2 separate regions of the Oryctolagus cuniculus genome follow, and region 1 is linked to region 2. A link is a contact called in public Micro-C data. All regions are on one chromosome and are shown on one strand. Each heading gives the region's core, a stretch centred on a gene start, on an enhancer-like site or on the middle of the called end of the contact. The rest is flanking DNA. Distances are from core to core; before and after follow the strand shown.

Evidence for each region. A called contact is a pair of places that touch in the nucleus more often than the background predicts.
Region 1: a contact with region 2 is called in a Micro-C map of ear pinna, with 4 times the contacts expected there. The contact joins the enhancer-like site here to the promoter of PPM1B in region 2. A contact is called at or near these places in 3 of 6 Hi-C or Micro-C datasets (ear pinna, psoas muscle and an unstated tissue).

Annotation. Positions count from the first base shown.
Region 1 is chr2:158,687,590-158,693,902 of mOryCun1.1, forward strand. No RefSeq gene overlaps it. Among named protein-coding and RNA genes, the nearest start is that of LRPPRC, 88 kb to the right of the region's middle. Within about 2 kb of position 4,137, at least 3 of the 8 cell types and tissues checked have an H3K27ac peak or open chromatin away from gene starts, as enhancers often do.
Region 2 is chr2:158,591,923-158,597,853 of mOryCun1.1, forward strand. It overlaps PPM1B (protein phosphatase, Mg2+/Mn2+ dependent 1B), which reads right to left and starts at 1,605. Exons shown (of 7, transcript XM_051842958.2): 1 at 1,586-1,605.

The DNA.
Region 1 (6,313 bases), core at 2,887-5,386, 98 kb after region 2:
CCTTGACCACTGGGGACAAGGGGAGGGGCCGCCCCCAGAACTTGTAGGGTATGTCCTGCACATTGAGGGCCACCTGACATCACAGGATCCAGCCAGTCCAGAGGTGACCCCCACCTCCTGGCCCCGCCGCCCTGGTCCTCTCCATGTTTCTCCCTCCTTCCAAACTCCCCCACCCAGGACACCTTCTGGCTAAACTCCACCAGGAAGGCAAGCATGTGGCTTAAGTTGCTGGTTGGGGCACCCACATTGCATCATGGGAGTGCCTGGTCTGAGTCACGGCTGCTCTGCTTCCAATCCAGCTCCCACCAACGTGCACTCTGGGAGATAGCTGGTGATGGCTCAAGTACTCAAGTCCCTGCCACCCACATGGGAGATGGGGATGAAGTTCCAGCCTCCTGACTTTGGCTGTTGCATATATTTGGGTAGTGAACCAATGAATGGAAGATCTCTGTCTCATCTTTCAAATATGATGAAAATAAATAAATAAAAATTTAAAAATAAAGTTAGGCATAATACTCACCAAAATCTTTAAGAAATAATAATAAAATAAACCCAACCAGAAGCCAAAGGGTAGAGAGGGACGGAGAGTGGACCTAAACAGGCAAAGCAGTACCCAAGCCCATGAACCAACATACCCTCTAGGTGCCCGGGGAAGACTGCCTGAGTTCCAGCAGCCATGTGTCTTTGGGTAAGTTACTCAAGGTCTCTCTGCATCAGTTTTCTCATCTGCAAAGTGGGGATAACATCAACCTCAGAGCTGTTCTGAGGCTTACCGTTTAATTGGTCTCATTTAGAGATAACAAAGGCAAAGTACTTAGCATACAGTAGATACTCAATAAATGCCCTGCCCTTTCTTCCCTCCCTAATGTGTGCAGATTGGGGTCCTCTGCTTCCTATGTGACACTGCTGTGGGCAAGTAGCTAGTGAGCAAAGCGGAACTGAGGACTGCCAGAACCCACATGCACACCACCCAAACTTCACCCCCTCTGTGCTGATCCACCATGTCTGCAGGCTCTGCACACCCACTTCCCATCATGCACCTTGGCCTCACTTCCCATCATGCACCAGACACCAAGACGCTCTCCTAGAGGTTACTATATGCACTGCAGCCCCACCCTCAACTCCACCTCATTTGAATCTTTGATTAAGCACTACCCCGGGCCCCACCCCTGACCTCTGACAGAAGGAGCCTGGACTTTGTGAATCCCAGCTCTCCCTCATGAGGGTGCCTGTGTGTTCTTTCCCTTTGCCTTTCAATAAACCCTGCTCTCCTGCTCAGCACTGTCTACACCTCCTCCTTGAACTCTGTGTGATGACAAGGACCTGGTCCAAGCTCAGCCGGGGTCGTCCCCCACAGCAGCCCTATGAAGTGCATGAAATATTGCTTGGCTGATGGTTGGAGGGCTCTTTGCTTCTTTGAAGGCCTCAGAATCTGCTGGGTGACCCACCCAGGCCGTCTTAGGCGCCTGCGGCAGGTGTAAGGTTTAGAAAGTGCTGACTGGGCTTGTGCACAGCTGGCTGAAAGGTTACTGGAGTATTCGCCTTGACTTTATTAAGATGTACACTTGTTTCATGTTGTCTGTTTTATATTTGACAAAACGTTTCTTTCCCATAGAAATCTTTTATTTAATGAGTACAAATTTCATAAGTACATCTTTAGGAGTAAAGTGATTCTTCCCACCCTCCCACCCCACTTCCTCCTCCCTCTCCCATTTCCAGTCCCATTCTCCAGACAAAATGTTTTAAAATTCATGTTTCATATTTCACGTATCCATGAAAAATTAAAACTTCTCGTTGTTTTCTCTCCATTTGCTCTTTCCTGTGGTTAGGATAGAAGGGAATTATCATCGGGTTCAGCACAAAAGGCACTTGCAAAGGCAATAGGCGGATCTAGGGCCACTTTCTTCTTCCGGTTCACATATCTGTTCCTACTCATAGATGCATGAAACACCAAGCTGCATCACCTGGGACGGTTACAGGGAGTGCTCTGTAGCCCCGGACTTCCTTGCTGGAGTCCTGTGGTTCTTGTTGATTGGCCCCAAATCCCTGACCTTGAGGGCGCCAGCTGGACCCCCTAACCCACGCGAGAGGCTCCCCCTCTCTCCTTCAGCCTCCCGAGTACCTGTAGCTGTAGCATGGGGGTTCTGTTTTATCCCCAGCTCTGTCAGTTTCCAGGCTGCCCTCCTCATTGCTCCTATGCAAACGCCAGAGCCAAGGGCTGGAATGCTTTTGCAAGCCATTAGCCTGGACTTCTCCCCTTCCTTTGTGAAGCCTGTCTCATCCTCCTCTCACTCTCTGCTTTACAGAAGAAGCAACCCCCCCACCCACCCCAGGTGCATGGAGCCACACTCCACTCAAGTCCCAGAGACGCAGGAACCACATCTCCTTCCGTTTGCTGAGCTGTACCGCCCGTCTGAGTGGACACAGACCAGGGGATCCAGGAAATGGTCATTGAATAGAATGGAATTCAATTTTCCTTGTCTTCTCTCTGTGTGACAACCATCTAGCTCTTCAGGCTGGCAGGATCCCTCCAGGGGACTGAGGATGAGAGGGACAGGGACTTTCTCTGCGGAAGTGGTTGCAACGCAGGATGACATGGGAGGTGTGGAGGGGAGAGGAATAGGCACTTCACAAAGTTGGAGGCTCATTTGTTCTTTGTTTATTTTAACAATGTGTTTATTTGGGCAGAGTGACAGATAGCCCCAACAGGGAGAGAGGCAGAGAGGGGGAGAGGGGGATCAAGATCTTCCATCCACTGGTTCAATCATTCAAATGGTTGCAATAACCAAGAGCCTGGAACTCCATCCTGGTCTCCCACATGGGTGCAGGGGCCCAAGCACTTGGACAATCCTCCACTGTTTTGCCAGGTGCATTAGCAGGCAGCTGGATGGAAGCGGAGCAGCCAGGTCCCGAACCCTGGGCTCATATGGGATGCAGGCATAGCAGGCAGTGGCTGCACCCACTACACCCACCACAACACTAGCCCCAGAGGCCCATTTTTTTTAAAAAAAGAATTATTTTATTTATTTGAAAGACAAAGTTATAGAGAGGCAGAGCCAGAGAGAGAGATCTTCCATTCCGCTGGTTCACTCCCCAAATGACCACAATGGCCAGAGCTGAGCCGATCCGAAGCCAGGAGCCAGGAGCTTCCTTCAGGTCTCCCACGAAGGTGCAGGGGCCCAAGGACTTGGGCCATCCTGGGATTTTAACCCACCGCGCTGCGAAGTGTCCGGCGCGTAACAAATCTTCCCAAGCAGGCAAATCAGTTAATCCACAGGCTTTTACTGGGGTTCCGCTCCCGGGCGACGTTCACTGGTCCCAACAGAGCAACAAAGCAGGGGCCGGAGAAGTCGCGCATCAGAGACTGGGAGAGCTCCTTTTATAGATTCAGGGCATGGGAGTTAAAGGTTGAGGCAGGTCTGATCCTCATTGGTTGACCTTTAGGCACCCGCAGGGACCTTGACAAGGACTTTTCTTCCCCGCAAGTACAGGTAGGGACTTCTCCATTCCCGGAAGTGTAGGCCTTCCCTCCTTGCGGATCCCAAAGCTACCATCCCGACTTTTTGATGATAGGAAAGGGGGCAACGATGAGTCTCTCTGGGTAATTCCTGCTGACTGGGGACGTCGTCTACAGGGGCCTGCTGGGGATATCTTGGGGCTCCGCAGGGACAGCGCCGGACACCTTGCACGCGCCACAGTGCCGGCCCCGGGCTCATTTACTTTTAACATTAACCTATAGATTTTCTTTTTTACTCAGCATGAGGTGCTTCTTCTTGTAAGGGATTGTATAACTGAGGAACTTTGCTTGTTTTGCTTCTTGTGCAGTCAGGGACAAACTCCCAGCACTATCTCCCACGCGAGCCCTGTGTTTTCCCTCTTCTGCTCAAATGAGGCAGGGTACAGAGATAACGGAGTGAGCTGGACCATTTTTCCTCTCAGCCCTTCATCTGGATGGGTGCTGGCTGCGGTTATCATGACAAGGCCTGCACAGGAGACCTGTGCCTTTCAGATCTTTCAGATGCGACTCTTGGGCGAGGCCCCCACCCCCATCCCAGCAACTTCCCAAGTCCCAGTGCTGTCCTGCTTAGTCCTATAAAATTACGGGGGAAGGGGCCAGGAGCTGCGATGCCTCTCAGACACCGTGGTGGTATCGAGCCTTGCCCTTTCCCCAGTAAACACGACTCTCATTCTGGCCCCAGAACTAAAGGGACCCCGCTCCTCCCCCCCCCAACCCAAAGAGCCCATACATAGCCCGCAGCAACGCGCACATTTGCCATCTACTCAAGATGAAACTCCCAAGTGTTCACAAATAAGTACTCCCCGCAGCAAAACCTCTTTGTCCAGAAGGACATCATACTTGTCCGGACGCCCACTGGGAGGGCCTTTTGCCAAAACGAATGGGGAATCATTGGCCCGATTAACATCCTGTGAGCTTAGATCTAAAAATGACCCGGAGCCGGGTAAACAAGGTGACGTCAGCGCGCGGGGCAGGGCGCGGCTCTCCACTGCCCCCTGGAGGACACTGTGCGTAGCGGCGCGGCGCTCGCGGCCCCGGCCCAGCGGACCCGGGACCTCCGGGGAGGGCGCGGGACAGACGCGGGGACGCGCGAGGAACACCCACAGGAGTGCGCGGAGCGGGACTAAGCTCCCCCGCGACCTCAGCTGGGGAATGGAGAGGTCTGTGCGGCCCAGGCCGCGGACGTTATGGCATTGTCTCTCCCTGCGGCCGTGGTGCTTTTGTAAAAGGAGTCAGGGACCACGCACTCAGGGTAGGGACGCGCACGGCGAAAACCGTGTGGGGACAGGATCTCCACGGCTGGACACCTCGGCCAGAATCGGTCCCGGTCCCTGGAGGACTAGACCACCCCCAGAGGGCGGCCGCATGTTCTGCCACGCGCGGGGCCGTGGGGACTTGCACGCACCCAGTGCGTGCCCCATAGCCGGAAACCGAGGGTTGACTTTTAACCTGAAACGAACAGAAACAAACCCGGACGCACCCTGCTTTCCAAAGAGTCCGTTTTTGCAGCGCTACCGGGTGTCTCAGAGCTCAGGGACGTTTGTCTGCCTTGCTGATGGGTCCGACCTCAGCGAGGCCGGCAGCGCCCGCTGGACTCCGGGGCCAGGGTCTGACCCTGGCTACTCTGCGTGCCTCCCCTCTTGGAGAGCTCCCTGGGTGAGGCGCGCTCTGCTCGCGGCCCAGGGTGGGATGTTCAAGAGGCCCCACTGGAAGCTTCTGCCTGTGATCTATGGGCTCACGGTCCATGGCCGAGGATGTGTTTACCCAGTGCTACAGCAGGCCGGGAGCAAAGAACTGCGGACAACTTATTTGTGGTGAAAACAGTGGTCTAAGTGCAGAAGAGTCATTTGAAAGGCAGAATGACAAAGAGAGATCTTCCATTCACTGGCTCCCCACGGGGCGCCAACAGGTGGGGGTCTGGGCCAGGCTGAAGCCAGGAGCCAGGAGTTCCATCCAGGTCTCCCACGTGGGTGGCAGGGGCCCAAGCACTCCCCCCCGGGGGGGGGGGGCACCAGCAGGCAGCTGTGTGGGAAGTGGAGTAGCGGGAATAGGACCAGGCTGACTCGCGGGGGCCAGGAAACGTCCCCGCCATCATTCACACGGGATGCCGACACACACCTCTGTCCTGTCTTGCATGGTGTGTGTGTGTGTGTGTGTGATGTGTGTGGTGTGTGCAGCTAGGCTGTGTCCCCAAGTCTCCGCGGCTCACTACAACAGAGGCTATGTTCTGTTCACACCAACTGTCCCACACAGGGCAACAGGGGGCTGGTGCGCCTGTCACTCAGCGGCCCTGGCTGACAGAGCAGCTGCTGTCGGAGCTGCGTCCTCCGAGTGCACAGCTCTGGAGGGTCGGGCACAAGTGATGGGGGGGGGGGTCACCTGTTCTCACACCTTCCCCTCCAGCACTGGTCTCCTGTCCCCACCCAACTCCCTGCAGGCTACAGAATTCAGGGAAGCCGATGGAGGATGCAGGGTCTCTCAGGCCGCTCCTTGCTCTCCACGGGAGTGCCGCCTTCCCTTCCCACCGGAAGCCTCAGGGTCACGGCTGGGCCAGTGTGGCTCCAGGCACCAGTACTGACTGGGAGGCCCTGCTTTCAAGGCCCAAGAATTCTCACAGGAGGCAGTCACATATTTCAGAACCCCCATTTCCCTCCTTAAAAGCCTTAAATGACTTCTCATTGTGCTCCGGAGGAGGGTTGAACCTCTTGATCCAGGATTACCTCTCCAGCCTCTCCCTCAAAGCCCAGCTCCCCTTCCTCAAGTTAAGCCAGATTAAATGTGCAGTTCTTTGTTGGC
Region 2 (5,931 bases), core at 355-2,854:
TTTTCTAAGTTTTGGAAGACTCGAATCCCGACGACTTCTGGCTGCTACCAAACGCTTAAGGAAACACTTTTGCCAAATAGGATGGGCCAACGTCCTAGATCTGCTAAAGCTGACACGAGAGGTCACGCAACTTCAAAAAAAAAAAAAAACAAAAAACGAAGAAGTAACTATTTGCAACACTCGCTGGGTCCTTCATCTTTAAAATTACTTCAGTGTCATTTATACACCCCACGTCTAATACTACTGTCTGTAAAGAACACCAGGTTTAAAGCATTAAATAAAACGGATCGACAAAGCTGATCAGCCTCTTGTTTATGGGGACCCTGGCAGACCGGGGTCCTGACCACAGCAACTCCGCTGCTAAGAATGACATCGAAAAGGACGGGGTTGGGAAGGCCGGGAGGCTGATGAGAAGAGAGACAGGCTCAGGGCCGCCGAGGAGGAAGGGCACGGGGGGACGCCCGGAGCGGGGGCTGAACGAGGAAGTGCAGCGGGGCGCAGCGCGAGGCTCGGGCTGAGCGAGCGTCTCCCGGTCAGCCGCGCACCGGGCAGCGGCGGGCCGGGCCCGCGGAAGCCCAGCGCTTTCTCGCCAACGAGAGGCCGGCAGACTGCGGCAGAGACCGGGGAGCAGTTGACTTTCCCGGCGTTCGAGCAAACTCCTGTGCCCTCCCCGCGCCCTAAGCCGAGAGCGGAGGCGGCGGCCAGGCAAAAGGGCCTACCCAGCAGCCAGGCCCGGCATTCCGCTGCCCAGACCCGGCGGCAGAGCGGGGACAGAGGCCCCGGCCCGCAGCCCGGCGCACCCAGGAACGGCACCCGGGCCTCGGCGAGGCCGCCGGCCGTGTCCCCTCCGGCGAGGCGCCGAGCGGCCTTACCTGGGGCGAGGGAGGGAGGCGAAGTCTAGGGCTTCTCGCTCGCGCCCGCCGCCGAGCCCCCTGCTGCTCTCGGCCCAGGTTTCCAACCGAGGCACGGCCCAGCCCCAGCCGTCGCTTCGCCCTCGGGGTCTCGGCCACTGCCTCCGCCGCCTCCGGGGCTGTTTACACCGCCCAGCCCCTCACGCCGCCGCCGCCGCCGCTGCCGCCTTCTCTCCACCCTAGCGCCGCTGCCGATTCGGCCGCCGCCACCTCCTCCGCCGCAGCCTCGTCTCTCTGGAGCATCTTCCAGCCAGCGAACACTGAGAAACAGAGACTCCAGCTGCGCCGGCAGGAAACTCCCCCGCAACTGCCAGGGGGACCAGGCGGTCAGAGCACCGGCGGCTGTTCCGCCATTGAGCAGCAGCCGCTCGGCTCCTTCTGCAACCCCCTCCCCGTACCCGGTCGTCCCCGCCCCTCGGCGAGCCCCGCCCCCCCCGCGCCCGCTACTGGGACACCACGCGTCCTCTCGCGGCCTCCGGTTTGTTGAGAGGCCCGTCAATCACCGCTCCCCTCCCTATTCGGCTCACCTGGTACCTCCAGACTTAGTTTCCCCGCCTACACGGCCCCGCCTCTGAGTTCCTAATTTCCCATTGGACATCAGTGACCACATTCAATTGGCAAGACCAACTATCCATCAAACACCGCCCACTGAGTGAGACCCAACCCTTCATTACCATTGACTTCATTCAGCCCCGCCTCCGCTGCGCACCACCTCCTGGACGTCGTGGACCAGCCCACCCTACCGCCCATACGCGAGGGACTACGTCAATCAAATTACGCCCACCTGCGCCCCGCCCCGCACAGCCCGAGCCTCAACAGCTCCCTTCCCTTATTGGTCCAAACGGTGGTCCGAACTCTCAGTCATTGGCTTTGTGTGTGTGTCCGTCACTGAATCAATTTCCAAGTCCGTCACACGGACGTTTTTTAAATGAACGCGCAAAAGGCGGGGAGGTATCCGAAAGCGATTGGCTGGCCGTCAAAAACGGTCAACCCCACAAAGTATGCGGGTCCTTCCCGTTCTGCCAGAGCCGTGCCCCCTTAACTCTGACCTCTAAGCCTTGAGTTAAACAACCGCCATAAAGGACCCAACGGGCTGGCCAGTTATAGGTGTGGAGGCCTAGACCCACCCGCCATTGCAGGGGGCTGGCTACTGATTGGCTAATAAAGTCCTCCTAGGCCCCTCATTGGAGGAAATAAACGCCTCTCTTCGGCGAAGAGACGGGAAGCGACAGCACAGACGAAGCCCAGAAACGGGCTGGGAAGAGGCGGTTGTTTTGCTGCGGCCGCGGGTGGAGGGTGGGAAACGGGGAAGGCAGGGCTCTGGGGAGGTGTTGCGGGGAGGAGAAAGACCCGGATGTTTCCTAACAATGAAATCATCGCAGACCAATCAGAGCCGCTCGGCCAGGCTACCTGCCGGACCTGTCTCCGGAAGGGAAGGGAGTGGGCGGGAAATTGAGGAGCAGCCAGCTGAGAACGTGGGACAGGTGATCCTGTCAGTAGGATTTTCTGCTGCGAGGGGTTACTTTCATTTCTTATTCGCCCAAATGCCTGGCGTTCAGCCGTAGACATTTCCTTGTTTGGTTTTTTCCAGTCAGCATGGATTTAAAAGAGAACTCCTGAGCTTGGCTCTGACGTTGACTAACTCGTTCCTTTTGCTGTTAATGAACGCCTGCTGTTTGCCGGGCTGGAGATAGAAAAGTAAATTAGGCAAAGGCGGTGCAGGAGGATAGGTAATAATTGAAACCCTTCAAGGATGGTGACGGCATAAAGGATCCTAACCTGGGCATGGGTTTGCCGAGGAAAGCTCCAGAACGAATGGCAGTGGGACTCAGTAGGCAAAAGATGGAAGTGACGGTGATTTCCTCCTGCGGCCGACTTAGACTAGAAGCTGTTGCCAAGTTTGTTCCCCCAAAGAGGCATTTCAGTACTTCCCTTAGGTTATTTTTTATGCAAATGCCCTGAAAAAGGATTTAAACCTCAGTCATACCTTCTTGTAAGTTGGTCTTGGCAGACAATTTAAGCTCAGATTCAACAAAGGGCTTCTCCACTTAGGAGCTGTCTGTGTTTTGGGGAGAAGGGCAAATTTGGGAATAGACAATTGCACAGGCCCATGGTGAGGATGGCAGAAATAAAACCTAAGACTCGATTTCAATTCAGGCTGTGTTTTAACCTACTCAGGTTTGTATGAGGAAGGATGGTGCTTCTTACAGCAAGTGGAATAAACACCCAACATCAGAATCAGCTGGGGCACAAATTCTCAGATGCACTCATGCCTACAAAATCAGCGACTCGGGGATAAGGCTCAGAAAGGTAAATTTTTAAATAGTTCCCCAGATGATTTTTTATCATACTAACGTTTGAAACTCACTGGAATGGGAAAGAGGCAGCCATGAGTGGAAATTCCACTTCCCCACTTTTTATACAGTGAGAGAAAAAGTAGTATTCATCATCAATATGGGATCATACAACTGTCATGAAGTACTAACAGTATGATTTTTTTGGATATATTTCCTTAAATGGCACCTCTCTGCCTGACATAGCTCATTATAAGGGAGAGAAAATCTAGTACCTCAACTTCCAAAAATAGGAACCATGGTAAAGATCAAAAAGTGAACACCTGGGGACGCTTGTCTTTGAGACTCCAAGCAGCCACAGAAGGGTCTCAAAGCAGTTGCTTTTTATTTGTTTCAGAGTTATGTATGTATGTATTTGAAAGGCAGAGTTAGGGATACTGTCCATTTGCTGGCTTACTCCTCAAATGCCTACAACAGCCAGGGGTAGGTCAGGCTCCAAAGCCAAGAGCTGAGGAGCCCAAACTTTCACCCAGGTCTCCCATGTGGCTAGCAGAGACCCAAGTACTAGGACCAACACTTGCTGCCTCCCAGGGGGTGCAAGAGCCAGAATCAGCAGAGTCAGGACTCAAACCTAAGACACTGATGTGGAATGTACGCGTCCCAAATGGCATCTTAACCACTGTGCCAAAACCCCAAATTGGTCTTTCCGTGTAAATAACATTGACCTTGTAAAGGGAAAGAAGAGAAATATGTAGAAAAAATCAGCAGATCTCATAGTCTGGGGGCCCCCTGAGAGTCCAGAGGGCAACACTATTTTCATAACAACACTGACATTATTTGCCTGTTTGATTCTCACTCTCTCACAAGATACAGTGTAGTTTTCCAGAGGCTACAATAGCATGTGTGTGTTTAACAGACTGAATGTAAAAGCACTTATGGGAATTCAGCTATGTTCTGTTAAGCCAGCTGTTAAAGAAATTTGCATTACTAATGTTTTGTTTGTTTTGGAAAATACAGTTGTTTCATCTTAAAAAAATATTTGGGGGGGGGCGGCACTATGGCATAACAGGTTAAGCCACCTCCTGCCTCCGTTTTGGATGCTGGTTGGAGTTTCAGCTGCTCCACTTCCCATCCAGCTCCCTTTTAATATGCCTGAGGAAGCAGAAGATGTCTCAAGTCGTTGGGCCCCTGCACCCAAGTGGGAGACTCAGATAAAGCTCCTGGCTCCTGGATTCAGCCTGGCACAGCCCTGGCTGTTGCGGCCATCTGGGGAGTGAACCAGCGGGTGGAAGACTTCTTTCTCATTGTCTCTCCCTCTCTAAATCTGCATTTCAAATAAATAAATCTAAAAAAAAATTTTTGTGGGCACAAGTGAGTTTATTGTTATTTTTATGAACTAATATTTTTCTATTTAATTTTTTGGGCTTTTTATTTTTTATTTATTTTTTTGACAGGCAGAGTGGACAGTGAGAGAGAGAGACAGAGATAAAGGTCTTCCTTTGCCGTTGGTTCACCCCCCAATGGCTGCTGCGGCCGGCGCGCTGCAGTCGGCGCACCGCGCTGATCCAAAGCCAGGAGCCAGGTGTCTGCGGGTGCAGGGCCCAAGCACTTGGGCCATCCTCCACTGCACACCCAGTTCACAGCAGAGAGCTGGACTGGAAGAGGAGCAACCGGGACAGAATCCGGTGCCCCAACCGGGACTAGAACCCGGGTTGCCGGTGCTGCAGGCGAAGGATTAGCTTATTGAGCTGCAGTGCCGGCCTAATTTTTTTTTTTTAATTCATTTATTTATTTGAAAGGCCGAGTTTACAGAGAGAGAAAGATCTTCCATCTGCTGGTTCACTCCCCAAATGGCCCCAACGGCCGGAGCTGAGCCCATCCAAAGCCAGGAGCCAGGATCTTCTTCCAGGTCTCCACATGGGTGCAGGGACCCAAGGACTTGGGCCATCTTCTTCTGCTTTTCCAGGCACATTAGTGGGAGTTGGATCAGAAGCGGAGCAGTTGAGTTTCAGACCAGCGCTGTTGTGGGATGTGGGCATCACAGGTGGTGGCTTTACCTGCTACGCCACAATGCCAGCCCCTATTTTAACTTCTAATACCACAAATGTTTATGGATATAATTTATATACATAGAAGCTCTTTGGGAACCTCATTAATCTGTAAGAGCACAGGGGGTCCCCAGAGCAAAATGTCCCAAAAACTGTCCTAAATCATACACTGCCCAGTGTGGCTCCAAAGCTAGGACAGCTTTTTAGTCATTTAATGAGCCAGAGGGGAGGGGGAGGGAAGGAAAGGATGACCTGTCATTCCCGTTTTCTTCCCCTTTGCCTCATCTTAAGCCTTGTCTATCGTTTTCTCTCCTAGATCTCCTTTAAAAGCCTAGACCGCTTTCCTCTTCCAATCCTAGATCATCCGTCCTATTTTACATCTTGTTTTAGTTGTTAGGTAATTTTATCTTTCCAACATATGTATGGGGACGTGGATGCACACACATAAACATATGCATACAAATGTGTGCACATCTCAAGATGAAAAGTTTTTAGGCCGGCGCCATGGCTCAATAGGCTAATCCTCCGCCTTGCGGCACCAGCACACCGGGTTCTAGTCCTGGTTGGGGCGCCAGATTCTGTCCTGGTTGCCCCTCTTCCAGGCCAGCCCTCTGCTATGGCCCAGGAAGGCAGTGGAGGATGGCCCAAGTGCTTGGGCCCTGCACCCCATGGGAGACC